Regions from separate parts of the Drosophila melanogaster genome. Here region 1 is linked to region 2. Evidence: chromatin contacts called from public Hi-C data. All regions are on one chromosome and are shown on one strand. The core of a region is the stretch at or near the end of the contact, and the rest is flanking DNA. Distances in the headings are between cores, read along the strand shown.

The links. Hi-C and Micro-C count contacts between places; a contact is called where the count stands out from the background.
Region 1: a Hi-C map of the Kc167 cell line shows a contact between it and region 2, with 5 times the contacts expected there. A contact is called at or near these places in 7 of 107 Hi-C or Micro-C datasets (the Clone 8 cell line, the Kc167 cell line, the S2 cell line and 2 more) and 2 of 7 datasets of targeted methods (the Kc167 cell line and the S2 cell line).

What each region holds. Positions count from the first base shown.
Region 1 is chr3L:18,011,472-18,019,217 of dm6, reverse strand. The region is part of intron 3 of Eip75B (Ecdysone-induced protein 75B); the gene reads left to right. Among named protein-coding and RNA genes, the nearest start is that of lncRNA:CR45922, 23 kb to the left of the region's middle.
Region 2 is chr3L:17,908,941-17,916,018 of dm6, reverse strand. It overlaps CG5290, which reads left to right and starts at 3,454. Exons shown (of 4, transcript NM_140769.3): 1 at 3,454-3,771; 2 at 3,823-4,193; 3 at 4,248-4,750; 4 at 4,812-6,536. The coding sequence starts at 3,708. The coding sequence ends at 6,270. Wdr92 (WD repeat domain 92) reads right to left here. Exons shown (of 2, transcript NM_140768.2): 2 at 6,336-7,078. The coding sequence ends at 6,582.

The DNA of each region.
Region 1 (7,746 bases), core at 1,213-3,712, 100 kb before region 2:
TGTGGCAGCTTTTCTCCTTTGGCTTCTTTCAAGGTTGTTCGGACATTGACATTTTCATTATTTGGTGAGTTCTCTTTTTATGCCAAAAAAGTTTGGTTTTCGGTTTTGCAGTGTCTTCTTCTTGTTCGTTTTTTGGTGCGTATTCTTCTCCCTATGCTTTTTCTTATGGTTCTTTGTCTTTTTTTTATTTTTGTTAATGTTGCCCGCATAAAATTTTGAGTTGATCCAAAGCGGTTTGCTCAATAGTCTTTCATTTCTCTTCTGTTTTTTTTTTTCGGAGCTTCCTACAAAATGGCGAACAACGTGCCACGAGCCACGTAACTCCCCCAAAAGCCCCCTACCTGGTTTCTAGGGCAATATTTCGTTGGTTACCTCTATCCATGCAGGGTATTTTAGCATTTTGAACACGTTCGCCCCTTAGCCCTTGACTTTGAAATCGAGTTGGGTTGGGTTCTGCTTGGGTTTTGCGTTTAGAGATTATGTTCTCGGTTTCGCGCTAGGTAGATAATTCGTAGATATTTGGGGCCGACTTCCTCCTTCTTTTGTGCTGAAGTTCAAGTTCGTTCTACGCATTTTAAATGCTGCCTGCGTTCGCGCTGTGTATAATCGTTTAAATTCTGTGATTTTTTTTTCGTTTGCGCCCCTGAGGCAATTGTAATTGACACTTGAATATGCCAAACGCACAGCTGAGCGTGAAAGAGGGGTGTGGGGCCGCTTTTGGCCGCTTGGCAACTGAGCCATGACATGGCCAAAACTAAGCACCAAGCAAAAGTTACTTGAACTCGCCTAATTACGCGAATTACGATTGTCTAACTTCGACCGAACCGAGCCTCAAAAGTGACTCTGCGAAAATTCTCATAATTTTTAATAGGCTTTTGCCAGTTGGAACCTTTTAACTCCAAAGCGTTTGGCGAAATGACATCACCAGTCATCAGTTCAGACCCTCCTAATCGTATTAATCATGGCAAAGCACACGCACTCGCATAATTAGCAATAAAACATCTAACAACTATCATTAGAACTGAAAGCCTAACAAATTCTAAAACAAGATCCGCCAGCATTTTGCACAAATTTTGAAAGGAACTTTAATTGAGGCACATATGGATTTTACTCCAGCCCACACTTCTTTTAGAACTCGTACACTCTATGAATAATTATCACACTTTTTAGTATGATAATCGCCAAACAGCTCAAAACGAATCCCAAAAAAATAACCACGAAATGCACTTGAAAACATACTTTCCCAACTTACTTTCCTCAAAAACCAAAACAAACAATCCCAGTGAAATGCCGATGCCCATTAACCTATTTCACTTGCCCAAGACGCTGTCCAAATAAAGAAAGCAGGCCATGGCCACGTTACATAACTGAATGAAAGACGAAGAAAGTAGCAAAGAGAAAGAACGAAATAGCATAACCGAAGATAGCAACAGCTGGAGAAAAAAAAAAAAAGAAAAGAGGATGTGAGCTCTTACTGCGATCTCAACTTTTGATTTCAGCATCACCTTAGAAGAACACATAGTGTACTCGGTTCGGTATTTATATAGTTTTCAAGTGTTACTTCTTATTTTCTGGAGAACAGAGATGCTATCAGTAATGGATTGAAGTAACCGAAACTGAAAAAAGAAAAAGTCGATGAACAACTTTCCGTTTTTTTGTGCCAGTAAACATTATAATATACATAGCAATAATTCAAATTGAAATTGGAAAAGAATGCGAAAGAGATCGTGATAGGAAACGATTCCAGCCAACATTTAAATCTGACCTTCCCAGCGAGTTTTGACCCTTGTCGTTGCCAAATTATTATTTGGCCTTTGCCTCTACTCTTCGATCATCGACAGAAGTTTTGTTTGAACAAGTTTCCAGCAGATTATTTCGTTAATTAACGAGTGTCGAAACTGGTTCTCCGCGCGCATAAGATCATCGGAGATAATTTCGGGCCTCAAACAAATCAAGTTGATATCGTTTTAACACCCGCACAAGTTTCAAATCGTTTCAAACTATTTCCTATGCTCAAGTGATCGCAATACCCTTGCAGAGGCCTATCAGCTTGGGTGCAAAGCTTGTGAAGGATACACAGGACACAAAAAGGATAGATGTAGTCCACTAATATATTAGAAATAATTTAATGTTAAATACACTCCATATTATTTATTTTAATAAGAAGAATAAATAATTTATTAGTTATATTTATTCGAGAAATATCTAATGCTACAATTTCTATTACACAACTTTTATGAAAGGGTGATGATGTTTCGTATGTAGATCATTCCACAAATATGTATCTTTTTTGGGATGTGGAGCTTGGGTTTCTTACCTTCCTTTCCATTTGATCCCCGTCTTGGACTCTCCGTCTCCTTTCCTCTCTGTCTTCCTTTCCATTTCCATCTCGCTTCCTCAGAGCAGCTCATTCGAAAATCGTTCTAGTTTCATTAAACCGCAAAGAGAGCGATCGAGAGCGCTATTTGAGTGTGTTAGTGAGGAGGAGAGAGATAATTTGGCGATTGTATTAGTGTTCGGGTGCTGCCCGCACTTCGTGTTTTTCGATTCGTTTCATTTTATTTTATTTTATTTCGTTTCCCATTGTGCGTGTGCGTAGCAAGTTTACTGACCTTGAACTTCGAAATAATTTTCTGTGTATGTACACCGAAAATGAGACCATCACGCATACATACATATGTACAAAAAAAAATACCCGCACACGCATTTTAAAATAGAGAGCTACATAAATGTTATTTGGGCTGCCCGAAACAATTGTTGTACTCGCACTTGGAGGCAGAACTTTGTCCGTCTAAATATTTTCATTGTTTTCTCTAGTGGAGTGAACTCGGCAAACGCACAAACGCAATTTGTATCTGAGTGGCTAAAAATAAGGAATTGTATCTCATGGACACACGATTAGCTATTTGCCCCCGCAGCGCCATCTGTCGGAGTCCATTCGACTTAACCTTCGATGCTGGCGATTTGTCCTCCTGTCGGAAACGTGTTTATTTGGGGCACAAACACTTTTGACAAGATATCCATTTAACTATTTCTAATAATTTAAAATATAAGGGGCTTTCGTTTAATCATACAAAACATATAATTCACGAAACAATCTTATAAATTTGCCAAATCTTATATGCATATAAACATTTTTATTATTGAAGTAAACGCTAAATTAATTTTCAACTGAGCTATTATTAATCTCAATTTCAACAGTATAGTAAGCTATTTACGATTTACCCACCCATGGGCCCAAATACGCGATATTAACCCCTATGCAAACGATTATGTTTATCTATTTCGTTCACGTGTATTTCAATGATAAGATAAGTTTAGTTATATTTTACCTGTTCTACATATGTATATGTACTATATACGAACATATACATACATATATGGAGCTGGGCTCGCTGAACTCTAGCAAGGGCTTTTTGCGCACTTGGCAATATTATTTTGCCCCTGGTGCGGTCATACGCCTATACCGAATCAGAAGCAACAAACATGTATGTACATATCTATGTACATATACATACATATGTACATCGCAACATACAAAAAACGCGGAAATGATCTAAAATCGGGAGTGGGGGTTAAACCTTGGAATAAGTTTGATAAGAGCGTGTTTTTGATTACCCTTCCATTGTAGCATTCGACATTTGTTAACTAATTTGGCTCATCATATATTCTCGATTCTTTCCATTCCAGGTGAGTGATACGAACCCCGAAACTAAGTGCTAACCTTTAGTGGTAAATCGAGGAACTCATTTGGTATGCCAACGAATCCGAGGAGTGGTCGGTGGAATCATTAATTTCTTATGCCACAGGTGCCTGTGGGCCAGGTACCGTTCTATTCTGATTGGGAAGTTTCTGGGATCTGTGCGAGCCTGTTTTCTAAGTGCGCTAGGTTATGGTTGCCCAGTTCTGGGTCTTGAGGCAGGTAGAAGACAGTAGGCGTGTATCCCTCAAAAGGTTCTTTGTGGGCTCGGTTGATGAATGAACTGTCAGTCGATAGCATTGCCGTAATTTAACCGGCTTTATACGTTTATATTTTTATTGGTACCTGTTGTATGATTGTATGATCCTATTGCTGCAAGACATTATACATTGCATTCGGTTTGAAATAGAGTTGGAGCAGTCTTTCCTTTTCATCTACTTCGAGAATTAGAAGTATGAAGTACAAATTAAATTATTATAGATATAAGCATAATTTGACAAGCACTCAATTCGCCAGCATGACTCTTTGCCTATATAGAGATCTACAACACTTAAATATTCCCTGGAAAGTAAAATAATAAAATGGAAAAATCAAAGAAGAAAATGACGAACATTTTGGCGTTGGTGAAAATGCAAAGCGCAAAAGAAAACAGCTAGAATCGACCAGAAAAAGAAAACCGAAGAAAAACAACCATTATGAAGGGAAAAGGTAGAAATTATATGACCGAATGACTCGCAATTGGACTCGGGACTCGGACTTGCTGGCGGTCGATGCCACGAATCTAGGTTATTACGCCGAAAATAATTAAAAATACAATAAACCCCGAGCAGAGAAAAAAAAGAAAGAAAAGGGGCCGAAAGAGACTCCCTGAAATTTCGTAAATCATGCAAAATTGTTACAAAAGACGTTCTTCCCCTTGCTTGGCTTCCCGCGACTTTTGGGCCGCCACTCTTCTCTTTGACTGCTTCGTTTCTTTGTCTTGGCCAAATTATTCATACCTCTTACACGTGTTTCAAGTTCATTGCCAAATTTCGGCACGACCACAGCCGTCCAGAAAGAGACGGCCACAATGTGAAGTATAGAGAGGGATGTATAGCACTTGGTACAGACTTTTCTGTTGGGCGGTTTCTTTTCTGCCCGGTTTTCGCTTTTCTGGTTTGGCTTATGATTCCGTCGAGCTGAGTTGGCCAAAAGCATTTTCTGCTCCCTGGGACTGAGTGACTGACTGACCGACCGAGCTAGCAAACTGCTGATCTGGCAAGAAGATATCCATATTTGTCTTTTAACATCAGTTGGCTTATGTAGATTTGGAAGTCTAAGAAGTGATCGCAACTCCAAGCTAAAAGCGATTGGGTTAGGCAATGATATTTGTAAGTCGAATATTTAGAGATACGAGAAGCAAGTTCAAATTCACAAATTTTATAAAAGTGGAAGTCTCTTCTATCTATTCTAATATTTCGAAGTTTGTTAAGCTTAGTGCGCAAGGCGGTCTTTAAAATAGAAAACAATATTTTTTAAATAATACAGATGTGTTAAATATAAATGTAAATATAGATAAGGATTTATAGATGTATATGTCATTAAAAATTGATTTCGAATATCTCCCACACTTTCCACCAAAGCCTGGCCATTTCCTTTCTCCTTCCTAACTTTTTGAATTGCCTGCGGCGATCTCCATTTTCCATATTTGACTACTTAAAGGCTTGTCTGACTGTAAAAACACACAGAATCCCACGCCACGAGTGACGCATTTTATTCACCCTCCCCCCCCCCTCCATCGCACACTTTTTTGTTGTTGGTTTGTTTGTTTGATTGTCCCACCAACGTCATCGCCACTGCCCACTGAATCCGGCATTCACTTTGGCCGCCTCCACTTGGCAAAGCCACTCGATCTGCAGCCTCGTTGCGATCATTGCACTTTGCGTCTGCGGTCGTCGTGTTGCAAATTGTGTGTTGACTGCGAAAGAACCAGTTTCTCTGCAGCTCCGAACTCGCCAAACTGGAAACGATCGCTTCGCGGACTTCGTGTTGCAAGTTGCAGAGCAGCGGATCGGCATCGTCTGTCTTTCTCCGGTCGGTCAATGGTTCTCTGGTTCATTGCCATTGCGCTGGGGGTAACTAACCCAGCAAACGAGGCATACCACACCATACCAAACCACACTACACCGTTTGCGAGTACCATACAACAATATCGTTGAAAAAAAAAAAAAAAAAAAAAAACGCGACGACAACAAGTTTTGCAGCGTCATTTTGCCAACAACGTTGTAGTTGTCGTTGTCGTTGTCGCTGCTCGGCTGGCATGTTGTTAACTGAAGCAAGGACGTTGTCTTTGGTGAAAATGCATGGGTGTTTGTGGAAATGTATGGCTCTTGAAGATCTTCGTATGCCGTACTGTAGTAGTATGCCGCTGGGCCGGCCATTCACTCGCACAATCGCCCATGTGCGAAAAGAAAATCAAATAAAATGAGATGACTAAACGATAGATAAATACTCTGCTGCGGCTCAACTTTGCTGTTGGAGTTGTTCGAGTTGTTGTTATAGCCTAGCCTCTTGGTTCGTTGACTTACAAATGGCTGTACGTCCCATCGAGTTGTTGTTGTTGCTGTTGTTGTTGTGGCATGTGAGCTGTTGATTGCAGTTAGCTGTTTGTGTTTTTGTTCGGCGTAGAGAAAACACAGTTTGAGCCTCAAGGGAAATTTGGAAAATTGGAAAAGCGAAGAGGAAAATCAAAATTGGATTTAGTTTTTAATTTAGATGTTTATTATTTTCTATATGCTAATATCATGGATACAAGGATGTGAATGTTGCATTAAATAGAAAAATTCTTACTAACAAATTAAACGTTTGATATGGTTTGATTTTTTGTAAGGAAAATCTTTTCATTTCAATTGTTTATATAATCCTTTTCATGCATATTGCAATTTAATTTAAAAATACACGTACTCATCTCCGATGCCACTTTCAGTTAAAACTGAACTGCAACAATGTCAACAACCTGACTTCCCATTGTGACTCAGTCGAGATCGAGATCGGTTCGTGAACTTCTCCAGACATTAACTGTGTCGATCGATTCATTTTGTTCCCTTATTTTGTCACTGAATTCTCCACACATTTCATAAGATTATTTCCAGTAATCGAAATGCGAATTCAATTCAATCGACGTGTGGCAGGGATATTAATCAGAGCGAAATATCCCCCACAATCGTAATAATTATCGCATTGGCTTACATTCGTTCTCGTTGCGAAGAATTGTGGCCCGTCACGATTGTATTGTACAATCAGCGATATGTCATTACCCACTACTATATGTCTGAATTTGGATCGGCATTCGTCAGCAGTTCCAGCCGCCAACTGCCGAATGAAATTCCATGAGTTACCCAAGAGGCAATTGACCCGGGCCGGGAAAAATATACAATCACAATCCTGATGACATTCACCCCGTTTACGAATCCGCAACATGTGCAAAGCAGACGAAAGGAGAGCAGTGCTAAAAAGCAAACAACAACAAATGCGGAGTGCAACGCGAAAACAAACAGAGAAAGTGCATAGGCGGCGATTTTTGGAGGGGTTTGCATCCCGAAAACAATTATTTTGATTACAGCTGATGAACTTCCCCAGAAAAATGAACTCTCAAATTATACAAGTATTATAGATAAAAACACTTTTAGAAACCCCTTTTTCAAACGACTGACAGAAAAGATTGCATATTCGCGACTCTTACGGTTTATCTGGTGTATTCGTCACTTTTTCTGCGGTGACGTTTTGCAACACAAATTTTGTCGGTTACTTAAACGCTTTCCGTGTTGTTCTGAATGCAAAAAGCGAGCAGTATAGAGATACAGAATGAGAGTCCGAAAAAAGAAACAAACGATTCTTTTGAACTTGTTGCGTTGCCTTTGGAGATCATTGTTATTGCTTTTTTTTTCTGGCGTTGATGATAATGATATATAAAGCATATAAAGGAAGTAATATTTTGGGAGTTAGCTTGGGCTTTTTGTTTGTTTGTTACTCCTGGCCTCGTTTGTTCTTAAAGAAGGTTCTTTTTC
Region 2 (7,078 bases), core at 2,205-4,704:
TAATAAGTCCATAGTCTAGAGTCTCGACTATCAGATACCCATTACTTTGCTAGACGAAGTGCGAGGAAATTATTTGGAAATTCTTTTAAAATCTCTTTCTTTATATATTTGTACGATATATATAGATCTCGATGTTTATACGGACAGACAGTGATTCTGAAATACATGTTTTCTTCAGGATAAGTTACTTACTCTATCTTTTTCTAACAAAATCGATAACTTATAGCTTCTAATAACCGAAAAAAGACTTTTTGCCAAACACTCTTGTGCCACTTTCAACACAAACGATAACTAAACTGCAAAGTGCAGCAGTTGAAAATGCAATTATTTACATCAAGCGAAAGCTACAACGAAATGGGAAACGCTGGAATGCAGTAAATAATTTCTTCGTCAAAACCTAATTGGGCATTTAACAAATTTTATGAGCATTTAAAAAGTAAAAATTTTAATAAATTTAGCACAAACTATTGACCCCGAAGCCAGCCTTTTGAGTCCGCCTTTGGGCAAAAGGGGCACTCGGCGAATGGGGCACAAAGTTTCGTGAAAGTTGCGGCGCGAAAGTGAAAACTTATTTGAGGCTGAAAATGTTGCGCCGGCGCCGGAGACATGGAAACCCACTGACATCGATTCCGCGGATGAATGAAACGAGGGGGGAAAATCAGAGAACAAAGCTGGCGCACAAATCGAGTAGCCAAATGTTTGAGCAACTGGGGCTGGCTTTTATGTCATAGCAATTAAATTATTTCAGGCGAGCGCTGGTCGACAAGTAAAAATGAACGCTTTAACAAATTATATTTATTTGCATTTATTTGCCATAACAAAAGCACACAAATACATCTCTGAAAAAAAAGTAAATACGAATATATTGAAACAAAACCCGAACGACCTTGAATGGCTGGGCTGCAAGCAAAACAGGCAAATAGAAACATTAAAAAGGCTAAAACAAAATAAGAAAATATAAATTAACCGAAATGCAATTAAACCCACCAAAACAGATATAAATAAATATAAATAGAGATGGAGACAGCGAACAAATGTTTTGAGCTTAGAACTTTAATTTATTTATGTGGACCAGTTAAACAAATAAAAAACTAAAGGATTATTTATTTCTAGACAGGTTGGAAATGTTCTTTTGTTTTGAACAGGAACTTGGCTAAAAGAAATATTAAAAATCTTAAACAAACTTTTTTTATTTGCAAAAATTAATACATTAATAATTTATATACATTTATAATACATAATAGAGTTATTCTAGATGTAATAAAAATTCTAAATAAATTAATTGTGAAATCTTATACTTTTGTTTATTTTTAAGGCGATACGAGCTCAAGTTTTTTTCCAATCAGCTCAGATTAAAATAAAAATGTATGTATCTGAAAATGATAAAGCACATAATGTACCAAAATATATGTATTATTCTTCATAATTTTGTTTAACAAAAAACAATAGTATGTCTGCTTATTAAGAACCCAATTGATTCATTGAATTTCATTCACCATTGTTTTGATTTGGACTTTAGTCATTTGCGTATCTGCAGTGAATGTTTGCATCTTTATTTTTTTTTTGTACCTGTGTGAGGGCATTTGTATCTGCATTATTCATGACTGACGTGCAACTTGCAGCCTAGCAACTGGAGATAAAAACAAAAAAATAAAACCGAACTGCCCGTTTTGGGTCATGATGACGTCCACTTGGAAGCCGCGTGCCGGCTTCAATTCACCGGATTCGATTCGAGTGCATTTGAATGCGTTGTGCACTTGGCCATGCAACGCAGGCGTGAAAGAGAGTGCACTGCAATAAAGAGGGAGAGAGCGGAATAATCGCGCCAAAATGACAAAATCTTTTATGCTGACTACTAAGCCAAGCTCAGCAGAAAACTTGAAACTCGAAGAGATACTACAGGCAAAAAGAGTATTTTTTAAATAAGAGAAATAAAAGCTTTTTTCTCTTTTGATTATGTGGTGGAATTCAAATTTTAAAAAATTTAAGAGTTACATGGAAGTTAGCCGTTAAAAAAGCTTAGACCTGTTGAGAGTTAAAAAAGAAAAAATTTTAAAAATTGAAATAAAATGAGTTGAAAATGTTTATAGTAATTAGTCTAGAACTTTCTTAAGTTCAATATTATAAGCGCAATGAGGGCTTACAAACAATTATTGCATACGTATGATATTACAAAATCAGGAACTAATTAACGAAGGTTAGGAAACATAAAACATATATGTATCTTAATACATTTTTAGTTAGTTCTACTTCTAAGATATAATGATTCACAAACAATCCATATTAATGTGAGTATTTGAAACTCAAGAATTTATCTTAAATTTAAAAAATTAATAACAAGGTGTAATCTAGTTTGTAGAACTAATTAAAATTCCATTAAAATAATACAGCCGCATTTAGGTCCAATGAGTTGGTAACGGGAAATACCATCCTTATCTTACCACCGGATTTGTTTGGCAGATTCCATTCGACGATAAGTGTTCGCAGATAGACCCACACATCGCAATTAAATGGCACTGATACCCTTTATCGCATCTTGTGCTATTGGGTTTCGCCGGAATATACAAAGTATCTGCCAGATACGATTTCTTTTGTTTCTCCGCCGGCAACTGTACTGCGTTTTTGGGGGGGCTGTGCTCGATGCCAATGCCCCACCCGCACCACCACCCCCTCGGCAACTCAGCGCGTTCTCCGATAGCGACGGCAATCGACGACCTTGACCGTGAAATTTAAATTTAGAAGCTACGGCGGCGGCTAAGACGTAAAAAATAAAATACCACCAAGCTTTTCGAAGCTATCTTCGCCAGTGTATTAGTCATTGTGTGTTCTGGCAATTGCAGAAAAAGCTGCGCTCTATCATCGGTAATTCCCCTGCACTCTCCCAATAATAACAAAGATTCTTTAAAAATAAATTTGTCCATTTCACGAGTTTGCTTCATGTGACTTATATAAATATTCAAGTGAGGCGGGCAGCTATTTTAAAAAGCAATTTAATGAAACATGAACTTGCGTACTGGCGCCGTCGCGACTTGGTCAATGATGTAAATCCGTCTAATTGCACGAAATTGAAGGCAGCACCAATCGGCGCAGGGCGATTTTAGGTAACGTAAGGCTAAAAATAATGTCTGTTCTTTTGATTAGCTGATTTGTAGATGCGTTTGAAATTACCGCCAAGACAAAGTGTTGGTTAGCTTTATGCAGGTCATTTGGTATTTATAATACTGAATTTTAATACCCTTGAAGAGTTCTTCACTTCACTTCATTTGTTGAAAGTTTTTAGATTGCGCGCAATAGACATAAAATGTATTCATTGACAGAAAGGATATTTAGTTGCTACTATTTAATTAGCTTACTAAGATGGTAGAGAGGGACTGCTTGTTATTAGAAACGAGGTATTTTCCTTTAAATTTTCCGCCTTTAGTAGCGATATTTTGGATCAGCTGATTATTTGCGGAACATTCGGGAACTCCCATCACTAATAAACAATCTGCACGATTTAAAAACATTCTAGAAACACGCTTTAAATGACTGTTAAGCAATTAAATTAAGATTGAATTAATTCAAGAAAAACCGTTAACGTACCAACCAAGTAAAGTTTCTCTTATAAAGTAGTAACTTTGCCTTAAATCAAGCCGGTATTTTTAAACACGTGAAGCACGTGGATTGTTTATCCAAAATATACAACAATTTCATCAAAAGCTTTTATAATGGTTGCCGATATATTCAGTGAATATTATATATGCAATTTCAACGATGCGGTGACAGTTGAAGGTACAAATAATAATAATAGCCCGTAATATCTGATATAAAAACTGCCCATAGATCTGCCCGCGGATGAGACACTGCGTCAATTGTGGACCCGCCAGAAACTGTGGACAATAGATGAACTCCGGGAGATCCTTCAACGCTGGCAGGAGCATGTCAAGCCAGATCCGAATGATAATCCCACCTCACAACTCAAGGATTTCCTGCTGCTGATATTCGCTTTTGTTCAAAACAGTTTTACTGGGCCCTTTGACAAACTCGAAGAGTACCAACAAATCCATAGTGAACTAGAGCTGGAGAAACTCGACGCACTCGAGAAACTGAAGGCCAGCGGCGAGGAACTGAATCCAAATGTAAAATCTGTAGAACTACTACTGATTGCCAGGGAAATCCTTGAGGGACTTTTAGAAAACCATCCAGAATCAAAGGTTTGTTGGCTTCAGTGAAATGCACTGCTGTTTATTAATGAGCGATATACTTAGGTCCTGATTTGGTGGCGATTGCGTCTGATCTGCCTGCATCAACATGTGCTGGATGATTTGGCGGCCTCCCTGTATGAGCAGTTTAAGTCAGCAGCTGGACATCTTCAGGCTCATTTCAATCAGTTTGAGAGCAGGGAACTGCAATCCCTGCTACTACTGGAGTTGGCCAATGGCTACCTGCAGTTTCATCGCTCTGAAATAGCCTCCCAAATACTGGATGAACTGTGCAAGCATCTCCAGGTGGAGCTAAAAGTTGAGGGTTTACTAGGAGTACGCACCAAATTCCAGCAGAAGGCCCTGCCACAACTCTGCCTCAAAGTTGAGCATCTAAACGAGCAGCAGCCTCTGCCTCCAGCCGTCCAAACAAATGAGACGACCAAATTGCCAAAACTGCTTCTTCTGGAGGATGACACGCGACTGGAGCGGATACGCTTTGTGGAACTGAAGGACAACGAAGTGATGACGCTTCCCAGTGTTCTCCAAGCTCTGGTGCTGGCCAAAGTGTAAGAATGGCTAATGGTGCATAATATTTTTCTGATATACTAAAATCTTTCCTTTACACAGAAAGCAATTGAAACGCTCAACGCCTAAGGATCGCCTGGCGGATGAACAACTGGAGCCGTATACACAAACCCTACTTTACCAGGAACACGGACCATTCCAAGTCCGGCAGTCAGCCCTTCTTCTAAACTGCCTTCAGGAATCGAATCAAAGAAGGACAGTCGAACGCAGCTGGAAACAATGCGAGGAGTGTGTCAAACTGCTTGACACCTCCGAGGAGGAGCTATCGCTGCGATCCCGACTCTCCTACGGTTTCGCCGCCCACTTGAGTCCCAAGTGGCAGGTGCAGCTACAGCTTGTCGACTTGCTGCGATCCTTGGGCATGACCAAAACAGCTCTGGACATCTGTCTTCGCATACACGCCTGGCAGCAGGTGATCGAGTGCTACACGAGTCTGGAACTCCGTCACAAGGCAGCGGAGATCATCAGGCAGGAACTGGAGAAGAAGCCAACGGCATTGCTGTACTGCCTCCTTGGCGATGCTATCGATGATCCTTCGTTCTATGAGCAGGCTTGGTTGTATTCCAAAAAGACAAGTGGAAAAGCTCAAGCCTATTGGGGCAACCATTTCTATAGGAGTGCGGATTATGCCCAGGCAATGGATCACTTCGAGATTTCGCTAGAGATTAACAACTTGCAGGAAGCGATTCTTTTGCGCTGTGGCTACTGTGCAATCCAACTGGAACGCTGGGAGCCGGCTGTTAAATATTATTTGGCTTACACCCACCTGGAACCCAATGGATTCGAATCCTGGAATAACCTAGCCAAGGCCCTGATTAAATTGGGTGACAAACAGCGGGCCCATCGTGTTCTTGGTGAGGCCTTGAAGTGCAACTACAGCAACTGGAAGGTTTGGGAGAACTACATGCTGGTGTCCGTGGATACTTCCCACTGGGACGACGCCATGCGGGCTTACCAGCGCATGGCGGAGCTAAAGCAGCACTACCTCGATCAGGAAGTGCTAACCCGTATTGTTTACGGAGTTTCCAAGGAGGACCCCGCCGGCTCAAGTGCTCTGATCAAAAGACTCATAAAGCTTCTGGGACAGCAGAGCATTCAACATGGTAACGAGCCTCTTGTGTGGGAACTGGCCGCCTTGGTGGCCCAAACGCCACTGAAGAAGGCCGAGAAACTGGTAAAATCGTATCGTGCGTACACACCGAAGCATTTGGGCTGGGAAACCAAGTCGGAGCACGCTTTAAAAGCCCTAGATCTTTGTTTAGAGGTCTGCGATCTCTCAGTGGCGGCCATCACAGAGCACATTCAAGAGGAAAGTGAGGTAATGATTACCTCTCAACTAAATTCAGCCAGACTGGCGGGAACATCTTGTCTGAATGCTTTGAAGAGAGCCATAAATGTGGATGTATCGGCAGAACAGACTGCAAAAGTGGAGCAGCTGGAAAAACGCATCGAAGACCTGACAAAAATTGTCCAGGAACGAATGAATGCGTCTCGATCTTAGTTATACACTATATAAGGTTTTATACTATTTTGTAATTGCAAAACAAATAAAAAGAGTCATTTTTTATTGTACATGAAATAGTTTATTGCTGATATATATTTGTAAGCTAGTTTTGATTTGTAATATAATTCAGCTCAAGCAGATTATCCAGTTTTTCTGATTTTAAAAGCTATTGCGCATTAAGGATTTATTGTCTAGCAATAGGTGCAATGAAAGTGTATTCATAAAAATATAAACCTATGAATTAACCCATCATCCAATATCACAAGTATGAAGCATTTCTTTAATGGGTTTCTTTTGATGTCCACCATCTAAAAAGTGTTTAGTTTGGTGGTAATTAAAACGCGCACGCTTTGATCGAATGCTCCACAGACGGCTAGGCCCAGTTTGTCTGGATGCCAGTCAAAGCAGTGAACCGGCTGAGAGCTCAAAGTGGCTGCACTAAGCATATTAAGGGCTCCAGCAACTCCCAACTTGTTTCCATCAGAGTCATCAATGACCCTCCTGTCGGGATACTCGTACTGCCACAGGCGAATGGAACCAGTTCCGCCGCCCGTGAGAAAGAGATCCCGATTCTGGGGCAGATGACGAACTACCCAAACGGTGGCTTTGGGTCCGCTGATCACGCCATTTGTTCCCACGCTGCGTCCGGCGTTGCGTTCCTCCACGTAACTAAATCCCTTGGTCGGATGTTGGGTTCTCATATCGAAGACAAGGAGACCGCCCTCCAAAGTGGTGACCGCTAGCTTGTTCATGGGAATGTCCCGGCGATCGAACTCCAGTCCACAGATACCATTCTTCATGGTGG